3 separate regions of the Sus scrofa genome follow, and all the other regions are linked to region 1. The links are chromatin contacts, called in public HiChIP or PLAC-seq maps. All regions are on one chromosome and are shown on one strand. Each heading gives the region's core, a stretch centred on a gene start, on an enhancer-like site or on the middle of the called end of the contact. The rest is flanking DNA. Distances are from core to core; before and after follow the strand shown. Region 1 has its middle 200 kb from the start of KLHL29. Region 2 has its middle 34 kb from the start of KLHL29. Region 3 has its middle 53 kb from the start of KLHL29.

Region 1 (3,308 bases), core at 370-2,869:
ACAAATTCGGCTCTGAATCCTCCTTTATCTTATTACTGCAGATAACTAGTGACCGTTACAAAAATAATGCAGTTGATTTTTCTTAAGCTCAAAATGCATGAATTCTAAAGATCAGGTCACAAAACACAGTTTGTATCTATTTTTTGAAGCTGATGCATATAATTAAGTTTTCAATTATATTTTAAATAGATGTTGGTCTCAGAACCAAAATGTCGTGTTTTATTTGTCAACAAATCCGTCTTTCCTTGCACGACTCATTTGAAAGAAATGAAATGTTGTGTATAACCTGTTAAATGAGAAAACGTTGAAATGTGTCCTTACATATAGTGAACATTATTAAAAATTGTCTTTTAATGCTCATTTAATATAATCTTTGAATAATATACCCTTATAAAATATTTAACTAAAAGTCTTTTTTTACCATAAGCCATGCAAAAATGATAAAATGATTTTTTTTTTAAATTGTAGGGGGTTTGTGAAATTATAGATAACCGTGCATGGAGTTCATTAGTCAAAAACGGGATTAGAAATGCCCATCCAAAGACACAAAACTCAGGAGCTCGCAGTAGTGAGTAGGATCGGGGGAAGAGGGGCAAGCAGCGGAGGCGAGGATGGAAAGGGCCCAGCCCCACTGGACCGGAGCGGGCAGCTTCCGCTCGTGCTCTGGCACATACCCCTCTCACTTCTCACCCACCAGTGACCGTCCCTACAGCGGATGCCAAAAGCTGGTCAGAGGGGAGGGCCCTTATCTTTATCTTTCGATTCCTGAAATCAAGTCATAATGGAAAGGACATCCTTCAAAGATCGAAACCCCAAGTGGGCAGCAAGACTCAACCCTGTCCTGCAGCCGCTGATGAAATGTGCATCTTCCAAACAGCAGCCCTGAAAGGTGTGTCCCGAGGCTCATCCCCAGCTAAGCTGCTTTGCTGGCCGGCCTCAGATTAGACTGGGCGGACAGGGTGCAGGGGGTGTCGTTCCCGAGAACTGGCTGTCACATGACTGGGCAGGAGGCTGGCGGGAGGCAGCATTTCATCCCCTGTGCCACTTGTGAGAGCGCGAAGGGCCCTGGGGCGCTTGCCATCCAGGCCAGTTCTCTTTCTGCGTAGGAGACACATCAAGGCCAGAGATGGGAGGAGGCCTGCGCACTGCCTCCTGGAGGCCGGCGAGGATCCCTTGTGTGCATCCTCCCAGGGCATCTTCAGGTCTAGTTCAAGAGCGTGTGCCATTTAAAAGGTCCTAATCACAGGGTGAGTGCGCCTTTGCCACGCCCTGGGAGATGGCATCGGGGACATGGGAAGGGCTCTCTTGCGGGACAGCACAGGCTCTGGGAGGCATCACCCACTGAGGAGGGGGCATGTGCTCAGGGCAGAGGGCTGCCTCCAGCAATAGCAGAAACCATTCTACTATGGACCAGGCTCTGGAGGTATTTTGTGACCCATCCTGCGGGAACATTTATTTGTATCTATTCCAGTTGGTTGACCTGCCACAGCCCATCTTTAAATGTATCAATCCAAGGTACTATTATTTATAGAATCATTGACTCACAAGCTCCCTCAGGGCTCCCCTGCCAGGTGCCTTCCTGGCCGCTGCCGGTCTCCTCCAGGGGCAGGAGCACGCTGCCCACATGGCTGTCCATTCCTCCAGGCACAGCCCGGCTGAGCGAAGGCCCTGCTCCGCTAGCCCGCTCCCTCCGGCTCCAGTTCTTCCTGCCTCTTGGGATCACCCAGAGTGTGCCCGGCCCGCCCACCACGGGACATGTGCAGATGGTGACCAGACCCTCCCCAAGGCTGCAGATAAACGCCAAGGCAGCAATAACGGCTCCTTCCCCTGCTCTTCACACAAGACCGTTCACACCTTCTTAGCATCTCAGTCACGCATCTCTAAATGGGCTGCAGTTTGTCCACATCCCATGGAAAGCACGGCCCGAGAAGCAAATGCAGCGCTTGGAGGGATGACCAGGCAGCAGAGGGCAGGGTTGCCAGCTCTGCAAGCCAAGATCTCATTGAGCAGCTGGGCCCGGTCACAGCTGACAGCATTTCTGGAAGCTTCTATGTTCTAGTGGGGGCCATGCAGTTTGGCATGAGGGTGAGGTATGCAGGAAGGGCCGTGGAATTTTGCCTCTAAAAGGACCACATGTGTCGTTCAGAAAGAACATTTCTCTCCCAGGCCTTTTTCTGTTCTACGGAAAAGTGCTGTCACTCTTGTAGAGAGTGATATGAACTTGAGATGCTCAGTGGTTTACGTAATGATACTGAGGCCTCTTGACCTGGCTTCTCATGGGCCAGGTGACCCGCAGAGGCACCTCTGAATGTCCCTCCTCTCTTTTCCAACAACCTGATTGGAGCTCAGGGCCCTCCGAAATGTCACCCAAAAAGTGCCAGCCAATGACACGGTGGGATAATTGTGCAAGGGCCTTTTCTGAGAAGGACAGTAAGTCCAGTTGATTCTCAGCTGAACATTTCTACAGCATTCTTCCGTATTTACACCAAAACGGAGATGAACTTCACAATGTGGCATTATCCCAGGAAACGAGTGAATCGGTCCAAAATCACTCTTGACTAAATGACGTCTTTAACCCAAGTTGCCAGCAAAGCCTACCGCAGTGGGCAGCCCGGCGAATGAAGTGTCCTGATGAAAAATTGATACGGGTGGAAATAACATTTTTACACATGCTAGGTATTCACGGTAACTTTGAGGTCTGTGTGAGACGCAGAGGGTGGCGTGTTCCATGTGTCTACACACGCGTTTGTTAGTTTGTAACCTTCAGCCTCGGTGTTCCACCGTCACAGCACAATTGCAGCCCTTCAGCGCCTGCAGACAGTCCTGTTACAGGGGCTTTGCGGAGAGATGGCTTATGCGGTCAGGCATTTTGGTGTCACACTCAGCTGGCCAGACATAGTCATTTGGGGTTCTGGTATTGACTAATTTGGGTAATTCACCTACTGGGAAATATTTAAAGATAAAAATGTAAAAGCCTGTTGGTTCATGAGCCAGGGCCTCGATGTCAGCTCTGTGACATATTTTTAAACACTGAAAGCTGTTCTGAAGGAATATCCTGGCATATTGTGGTTATGGAAAACGGTCCTGGGAGCCCAGCAGCTGTCCGTCTGCCCAGCTTCCTGTGCTCATGGAGGTTCCCATCCAGGCAGCTATTTTTTACCTGGGCGGCCCCAGTTTAATAGGGAATGCCATTAACGAGCGAGCCAGTGTGTGTCCCGTCTGCAGCCTTGATGAGCCATCAGCATGCTCACAGGCTCATTTCTTGATTGGTGCCGAGCTCTGTCACACCCTGGTGGAGCGTCGCAGCC
Region 2 (3,308 bases), core at 323-2,822, 170 kb after region 1:
TCGCTCAGCCTGGGAGATGGGAAAAGACCTGGCTCACCCAGAACCTCCTGGCCAGAGTCTGCTCTGGGCCCCTATCACATTCTTGTCCCAGAGTCAGAGAGCAGAAGAGGCCACCTCTGACCCTGTCCACCTTGACTAGCTAAGAATAACAGCAGCCACGACAGCCATCATTCCTGCCTGCTTGTGGCATATCTGAGCACTCTGCGTCATCTCATTGAAGTCTCACAGCAACCCTGTAAGTCCTCTTATTCCCACTTCACAGATCATAAAACTAAGGCCTGGGGACAGAAATCTGTGGTTAGGTAATATTCAGACTCTTTGGAATTTAAATCTGGATGTGTCTAACCTCCAATGACCTCCAAGTCTGGGCTCCAGACCCCTCCCCTGTACTGTACCAACCCCATAAATATTCACGTGCTCGAAAACTAGACCAAAAAAAGCACCATTAAAAAGGGAGACGAGCTTGTAAACGCCTGCAAGGGCTATTGAGAGGCTCAGCAAGCGGGGATGCAAGACTGGCTAGGCTGCTAAAATTCGCACACATTTTAAATGGGCTTTGGTTGGGAGGAAAGCATCCTTGATAGAAAAATGTCTGAGTTCAGTAATTTCACTCTGGGTGTGTGAATTTAGATTAATAATTTGCTAATGGCAGTTAAATGAGATGAAGTAATTTACGTGGCTATAAGGGAGCAAAGTTCCACACTGGAACAGGCATATAATTTCAAGCCTCTGCTTTCCACAGGGAAGCACTGGCGGGTCTGGGGTCTTATTAAACCATGCTGTGTTTGTCAGTGACACCCTCAGATAAGGGCAAACCCTTTAGGGAACCAGCTCAGTCCCTGGGGCGGTTGCAGGGGGGTGGGATTTAGGATGGAGCCAGGCTCTAGGAGAGCTAAGCTGTCTTCCCCATCTCACTGCCATCTCCTTCCAGCTTCTACAGTCTGGAATAAGAACAAATTCCTTTAGGCAAAACCACCGGGGCTGAGATGCCCAGTAAAAAACATGAGTGCAACTCTGCCTTAGTCAGTTCTGGTTTCTATAACAAATATACCCTGGACCAAGTGGCTTATAAACAAGAGATGTTTATCTCTCACAGTTCTGGGAACTGAAAGTCCAAGATCAAGGTGCCAGCTTGGCTGAGGTTGGATGAGGGCTGTCTTCCAGCTTCCAGACTGTCCACCTTTTATTGTGCCTTCTCACGGCAGAGAGAGGGCTAGAGTGCTCTCTCGGTTCACTTTAATGAGGGCACTAACCCCATGCATGAGGGCCCCACCCTCATAACCCAATTACCTCCCCAAAGCCCCACCTCCTAATAGCATCACATGGTGGGTTAGGATTTCAACATATGAATGTGGGTCCGTAACAACCCACCCACTGAAAAAGGCATCTCTGGCTTTCAGGGTCTCAGGCTAGCCCCCCACTCTGCCCAGTTGGTCTTGTCTGATGACTTTTTCATGTTGTCTTCAGGGATTTCCACCCCAAATCCTAGCACGCCATTTGTTTACGCTCTGATCTCTTATGGGCCACACCAGAAACACCCGAGCCTCCCCGGTGTGGGACATACAAGGGGCTCAGATGACAGCTACTGCTTCAGTGTCACCCAGAGAAGAAAGCCCTGGAGGCTCTGGGTCCAGAGGAGGGTAAATGGCCAGGCTGAGGTGGGGGGGACAGAGCCCGTGGCCATGGCATCACTGCCCTAGAGACACCCACTCACACAGGGGCCAGGGGGCAACAGCAAGTGTTCCCGAGGGTGTCCATGGTCCCCAGAACCTTTGACAGGCACCGGCTGTCCACTCCCTAGGGCCCCTCTGGACCATGCCTGGTTTCCGCAGGATTTGGAGACAACCGGAAGGCAGGACCTCTTCCCCCTGTCAAATAAGGGGCTTAGCGTGCTGGACAGTTGGATGTGACACCATCCCTGTGCCTCCCAGAGCATCTCCTGAGTCATCTGCCCATCCTCCCACCACAGGCCTGTCCAGGGCAGGCGTGTTGAGTTACCCTTTCTCCTTGGGCTTTTCTTAGTAACAGCGCTGGCTACAGAGGCCGCGCAGGGCCCTCCTGGAGACATTCTGTCCTGGTCAGTCCCAAGGCTGACCCTGAGTCAGCGTGACCACCCCACCCGGGGGAGCCTTCTCCCCACCTGCCCAGGGTCCTGGGTGAGGTCAGTGGAGCATCTTTGGCAAGCCACAGGGGTCAGGAAGGCCACAGCCATGGGCTATAAGCCAGGGACTGTCCCTCCCAACCAAGGGACAGCTCCAGGCAACTGTTCTAAGACAAGATGCTTGTTCAGGAGTTCCTGTCATGGCTCGGGGGTAACAAACCCAACTAGTATCCACAAGGATGCAGGTTGATCCCTGGCCTTGTTCGGTGGGTTAAGGATCTGGTGTTGCCGTGAGCTGCGGTATAGGTCGCAGACACGGCTCAGATCCCATGTTGCTGTAGCTGTGATGTAGGCCAGCAGCTGTCACTCTGATTTGACCCCTAGCCTGGGAACTGCCATATGCCACAGGTGCAGCCCTAAAAAGGAAAAAAAAAAAATGCTTTAATTAAAAAAATAAAAGATGCTTGTTTAAACTTGGGTCCTTTCTCCAGAGGGTCTGATTTCTGGAGGAGGGTGGGACTGGATCTCAGGAGCTATCTCAGCCCGGCCCTTGGGGACAGCACCCCACTAACTGAGCAAGATCAGAACGTGGGAAGGTCTGCCGTCCTGGGCCAGCTTGAAGTGGCCAGCCATCCTGCAGCTCATAGACCCCTGATTTCTCAGGAAACAACGTCACAACACTTGCCAATGGGCAAATGAGACACTGAATTTGGACATCCGCCCTCTGTGCTCCACTGGGTACTGGGCAATCGGGGGTGAGGTGGTGGGTCAGGATGGCACCTCATCTCAGGGTAGGACAATGTCAGGGCAGTGATTCCCTCACCAGGGATGGGGGGGAAGAGAAGCAAGGATTTAAGAAAGCAGGTCAAGGGTCAGAAGTCAAGTTGGATGGGATCTTAGAACCTAGAACCTGGAGAACGTCCCCCCCACCCCACTCCCCACGGGAGTCCTGGTGCCTGCTGTATACATCTGGGGGTGATTTGGGCCCAAAAAGGCAGGCAGAAGTGGGCCTCAACCCACAAGCTCCATTCATCCCTCGGGGTTAGCTGGACTCCCACCCTCAACGGGCAGTCAAGGAGCTTCCTGGGTCAGGAGTCGTGGCTGGGATGGAGGGATCAGGACAGGTGTGCATGCCCCCAAAGACCCAGCCTGGCCCTACGCTGTTGGCATCTCGGGAGACCTCTGGCTGGCCCTGAACTCTTGTGTC
Region 3 (3,308 bases), core at 530-3,029, 150 kb after region 1:
ACAGGCTCTGTTGGTTGTTCCTCTGGCGGAAGCCTCTTGATCAAACCCAGACAGGCATCAGGAAATTCTTTAAATCAAAAAACCACACAAGTCAAATAAAAGCTCCAAGCACTAACTGCTCCCCTCTTCTCACCGACTTTAATTCAGAAGAAAATTCTCTTTGCTGCCATCCAGGCGCCTCTCTATCTCATCATAATTGAAAGGAGAAGAATATGCCAGAGCCGTGGTCTCAGCCACTCCTCAGCTTCAAAGGGGGCCCTTGGACCGTGTTAGTTCTGGCAGGTCACTGTGCACAACATCAGAACTGTGCTGGTCCCGGAGATCCGAGGCAGGCCCGCCCTGGGCCGGAGACCTCTCCAGACCCTCCTACCTGCCTCGACCCTTTAAATGTAAGCTGCGGCTTAGGGGCCTGTTTGAAAAGACCAGCGGGCCCCAGGTAGGGAGCCTCAGCCTAGCAGGCCTGCTCTGGGTCCTTCTCCCCAGCTGTTCCCGCGAGTCTAACGATGAAATTAGATGGCAGGCCGATGGTTTACCAGTGGTAGCTGGCAGCCCAAAGCCCAGAGTGGGGCAGGCTTCAGTGCTACTCGAAAGACAGTGATGCTTCAACCGCTCCAGGGTTGGAAGCAGAGCGAGCACCGCTCCCCTGGAGAGGCAGCCTCCTCCCACATTTGCCCTCCGTGGGGGGGGGAAGGGAGAAAATCTTCATCTGGAAAACATCGGCCCTGCCCGGTGGTGGTCGCGCTGCTAACGTACGTCTCGGAAGTGATTTAACAGACGCGGGTTTAATTTCTTCGGAGGAACATCTGAACTGTCAGGGCGAATCCTACCCCACCAAGCCTTGGACAACACTGCAACCCCAAACTGGCAGTGCTGGAGGGAGTCTTCAGGCACGGAGGCTGGGGGATGACTGGGGGGGGACAGAGAAAGTCCGGGGCGCTAGCACGTGGTGTGGAAAATTATCCTTGACCTCAAACCGAGATGACGTGCAAGCGCAGATTGACTCCGGACCCCACCGCAGGGTGTGGCCGGCAGGGGGCGCAGGGGAGCAGGGCGAGGCCAGAGGTCCTCGGGGAGGCACAGCCCACCGGTGGATGGGCTCCTTTGGCCTCACCTGCGAGAGACTGATCCGAGAAACAGGGCGCTTAAAGGTCAGGGCGTTTCTTCCAAGCTCTCAGCAACATGGCAGCTGAGACGGTATAAGAAAGGAGATAGATGACAGGAGGCGGAATCCGTTACTGAAAGATTCTTGGAGTCTGGCGATAGCTGCAGCTCACTGCTAACCGGGAGATTTATGTGACAAGATTATCAATGGTATTAAGCACATTTAGAAGAGAGGATTATACATACTTCTGGGTCAGTTCCCTGCCACCAGGTCCCGGTCTGGCCAGCATGTTAACAGACGGACTGCCGGCTGCAGGAAAGGGGACGTAAATATTTGCGCAGTCGCAGGAAGGGTCAGGGAAGGAGTTTAATGCTGGGCAGTTTGTTCAAAGCCAAGGGCTTGGGGGTCTCTGTCAGCTCGGGGGAAAGCTCCATGTCCACCTCCTCCTTTCTTCTCCCCCCTCCACACCCACACCCCTGGTGGCCTCCCCAGATCCATGGTCCAGGGAACCCTCTCACCAAGAGGAGGGACCACTGGAAGCAGGAGGCCTGGAGGGGTGCAAGAAGGTGACCGTGCACAGCCCAGCGACCACCTTCTGGCAGTGAACTTGAATGCACTAGCAGACTCCTCTCGGGAGGAGGAGTAGCTCTTTACTTGCTCTGCCATGGGAGAGAGTTTAAAATTAGACCACGCAAAGCTCCGGAGAATGTGCTCTTGGGAGCGGTGGCCTTTCAGAGGGTGGCTGTGATGTAGCTTGATGGGTTCCTCCCATCACCGATGCTTAAGCCCAGCTGGGAGCCAGGACTGCGCGGGATGAGAGCATGTGGCCAGCCTCTGGGACGGCTTCCCTGTCTACGGATGTCCCCCAGCCCTTTCTGCCCCGTCTCACGATTGTCCAGTAACCCTTGAAGTTGTCAGCAGAGCGTCAGTGGAATCTGACCTCAGAAAATGTTACCTCTGTAACACTGTGCTGAAGTACACAGAATCGTAAGATGCACCGTTTTCAAGTGCCCGCAATTCTGCAGCATTTAGGATAGTGGCGAGCTTTGGGGACCACCATCGATATCCAGTTCCAAAACATTTTCATCCCCCTGGAAAGAAACCCAGATCCGCTCAGCCACCACTCCCCATCCCTTGCTCCCTGAACTCATCACTTTTTTAAAGTAGGGGTAATAGGATGGTCGGAAGCCGAGGAGGGAGGAGGAAGGGTCCTTACGCTTGGGTGACCCTCCCCTCCCGGGAGGCCACAGGCACCACTGCCTTAGCCCACGTGGCACCGCATGTCAGTGATTTAAACTCTCTCCTGCCCCCTTGGGCCTGCCAGCGTCTTGCTTTTCTCTGTGACCTGGCGCCTGGCATAGCAGCTGGTACATAGCAGGCCTCAGAACATTTGTTGGACGGAAGGATATAAAAACCAGTAATTCAGTAGCCAATATGCTGCTTTTTATTGTTTAGGGACATAACTCTTTGTCCTCGAGTTGTCAGACTTTTGAACCCTGCACAGAAAGAAGCAAAACCCAGCATAGGAAGAAAAGGCCCTTCATGTCGCTCCTTTTAATTAGATGCCCTGTTAAATTGCAGCAATTTTGCACCGTGGCTCCTGCTCAGCGTGTCTAGGAGCTCTGAAGAAGCTCTTAACCAAGGAAGCCAGGAGTTCATTTTATTCTTTTTTTTTTTTTTTTTTTTCGTATTTTCTTTCCAAGGCCAATTTCCTTTTTTTAGACATCTTGCTTTTTGCCTGTGCCATGCGTTGAGATTTGTATATATAACAATGCTTCTTTCACAAAGGAGGTTCATGCGGTGCAGTGGAATCCCCAGGGCCCCCCACTAATCACTTTTGAGTAAGACTTGGAGAATCAATTATTTTGCCTCCTAGGCTGAAGAAATGCACTGTTCTCTCGCCCTCTTACATGCAAAGAGAAGCCACCGGGAGAGCTCCGCTCTGGCCCCCTCCTCTGCAGCCTCCCCAGGCCGCCGTGTCCCCCCTCCACTCACTGGCGGGACCTGGAAAGATCAAAGGGACAGATGACAGCGCTTGGCGCCCATTTGTCACTTCATTGGAGGGAACCAGTTGCAATGTTAACAGTCAGGCCTGGTCCCATGTTTCATGAATATTTTAGAATGTTTGCTGGTGGAATTCTAACTGTGCCGTGTCCTCCTCCGCGTACGTGTCACCCATATCCCAGAGTTTAATCGGAGCTTTGGG

The links. HiChIP or PLAC-seq counts read pairs in DNA pulled down with a chosen protein or histone mark.
Region 2: a contact with region 1 is called in an H3K27ac HiChIP or PLAC-seq map of skeletal muscle. The contact joins two enhancer-like sites. A contact is called at or near these places in 1 of 47 Hi-C or Micro-C datasets (embryonic fibroblasts) and 1 of 2 datasets of contacts at active chromatin or transcription factors (skeletal muscle).
Region 3: an H3K27ac HiChIP or PLAC-seq map of skeletal muscle shows a contact between it and region 1. The contact joins two enhancer-like sites. A contact is called at or near these places in 2 of 2 datasets of contacts at active chromatin or transcription factors (alveolar macrophages and skeletal muscle).

Annotation. Positions count from the first base shown.
Region 1 is chr3:115,138,057-115,141,364 of Sscrofa11.1, reverse strand. No RefSeq gene overlaps it. Among named protein-coding and RNA genes, the nearest start is that of KLHL29, 200 kb to the right of the region's middle. Within about 2 kb of position 1,619, at least 6 of the 83 cell types and tissues checked have an H3K27ac peak or open chromatin away from gene starts, as enhancers often do. A contact at or near this core is called in skeletal muscle, where this site is marked.
Region 2 is chr3:114,970,260-114,973,567 of Sscrofa11.1, reverse strand. No RefSeq gene overlaps it. Among named protein-coding and RNA genes, the nearest start is that of KLHL29, 34 kb to the right of the region's middle. Within about 2 kb of position 1,572, at least 4 of the 83 cell types and tissues checked have an H3K27ac peak or open chromatin away from gene starts, as enhancers often do. A contact at or near this core is called in skeletal muscle, where this site is marked.
Region 3 is chr3:114,988,657-114,991,964 of Sscrofa11.1, reverse strand. No RefSeq gene overlaps it. Among named protein-coding and RNA genes, the nearest start is that of KLHL29, 53 kb to the right of the region's middle. Within about 2 kb of position 1,779, at least 4 of the 83 cell types and tissues checked have an H3K27ac peak or open chromatin away from gene starts, as enhancers often do. A contact at or near this core is called in skeletal muscle, where this site is marked.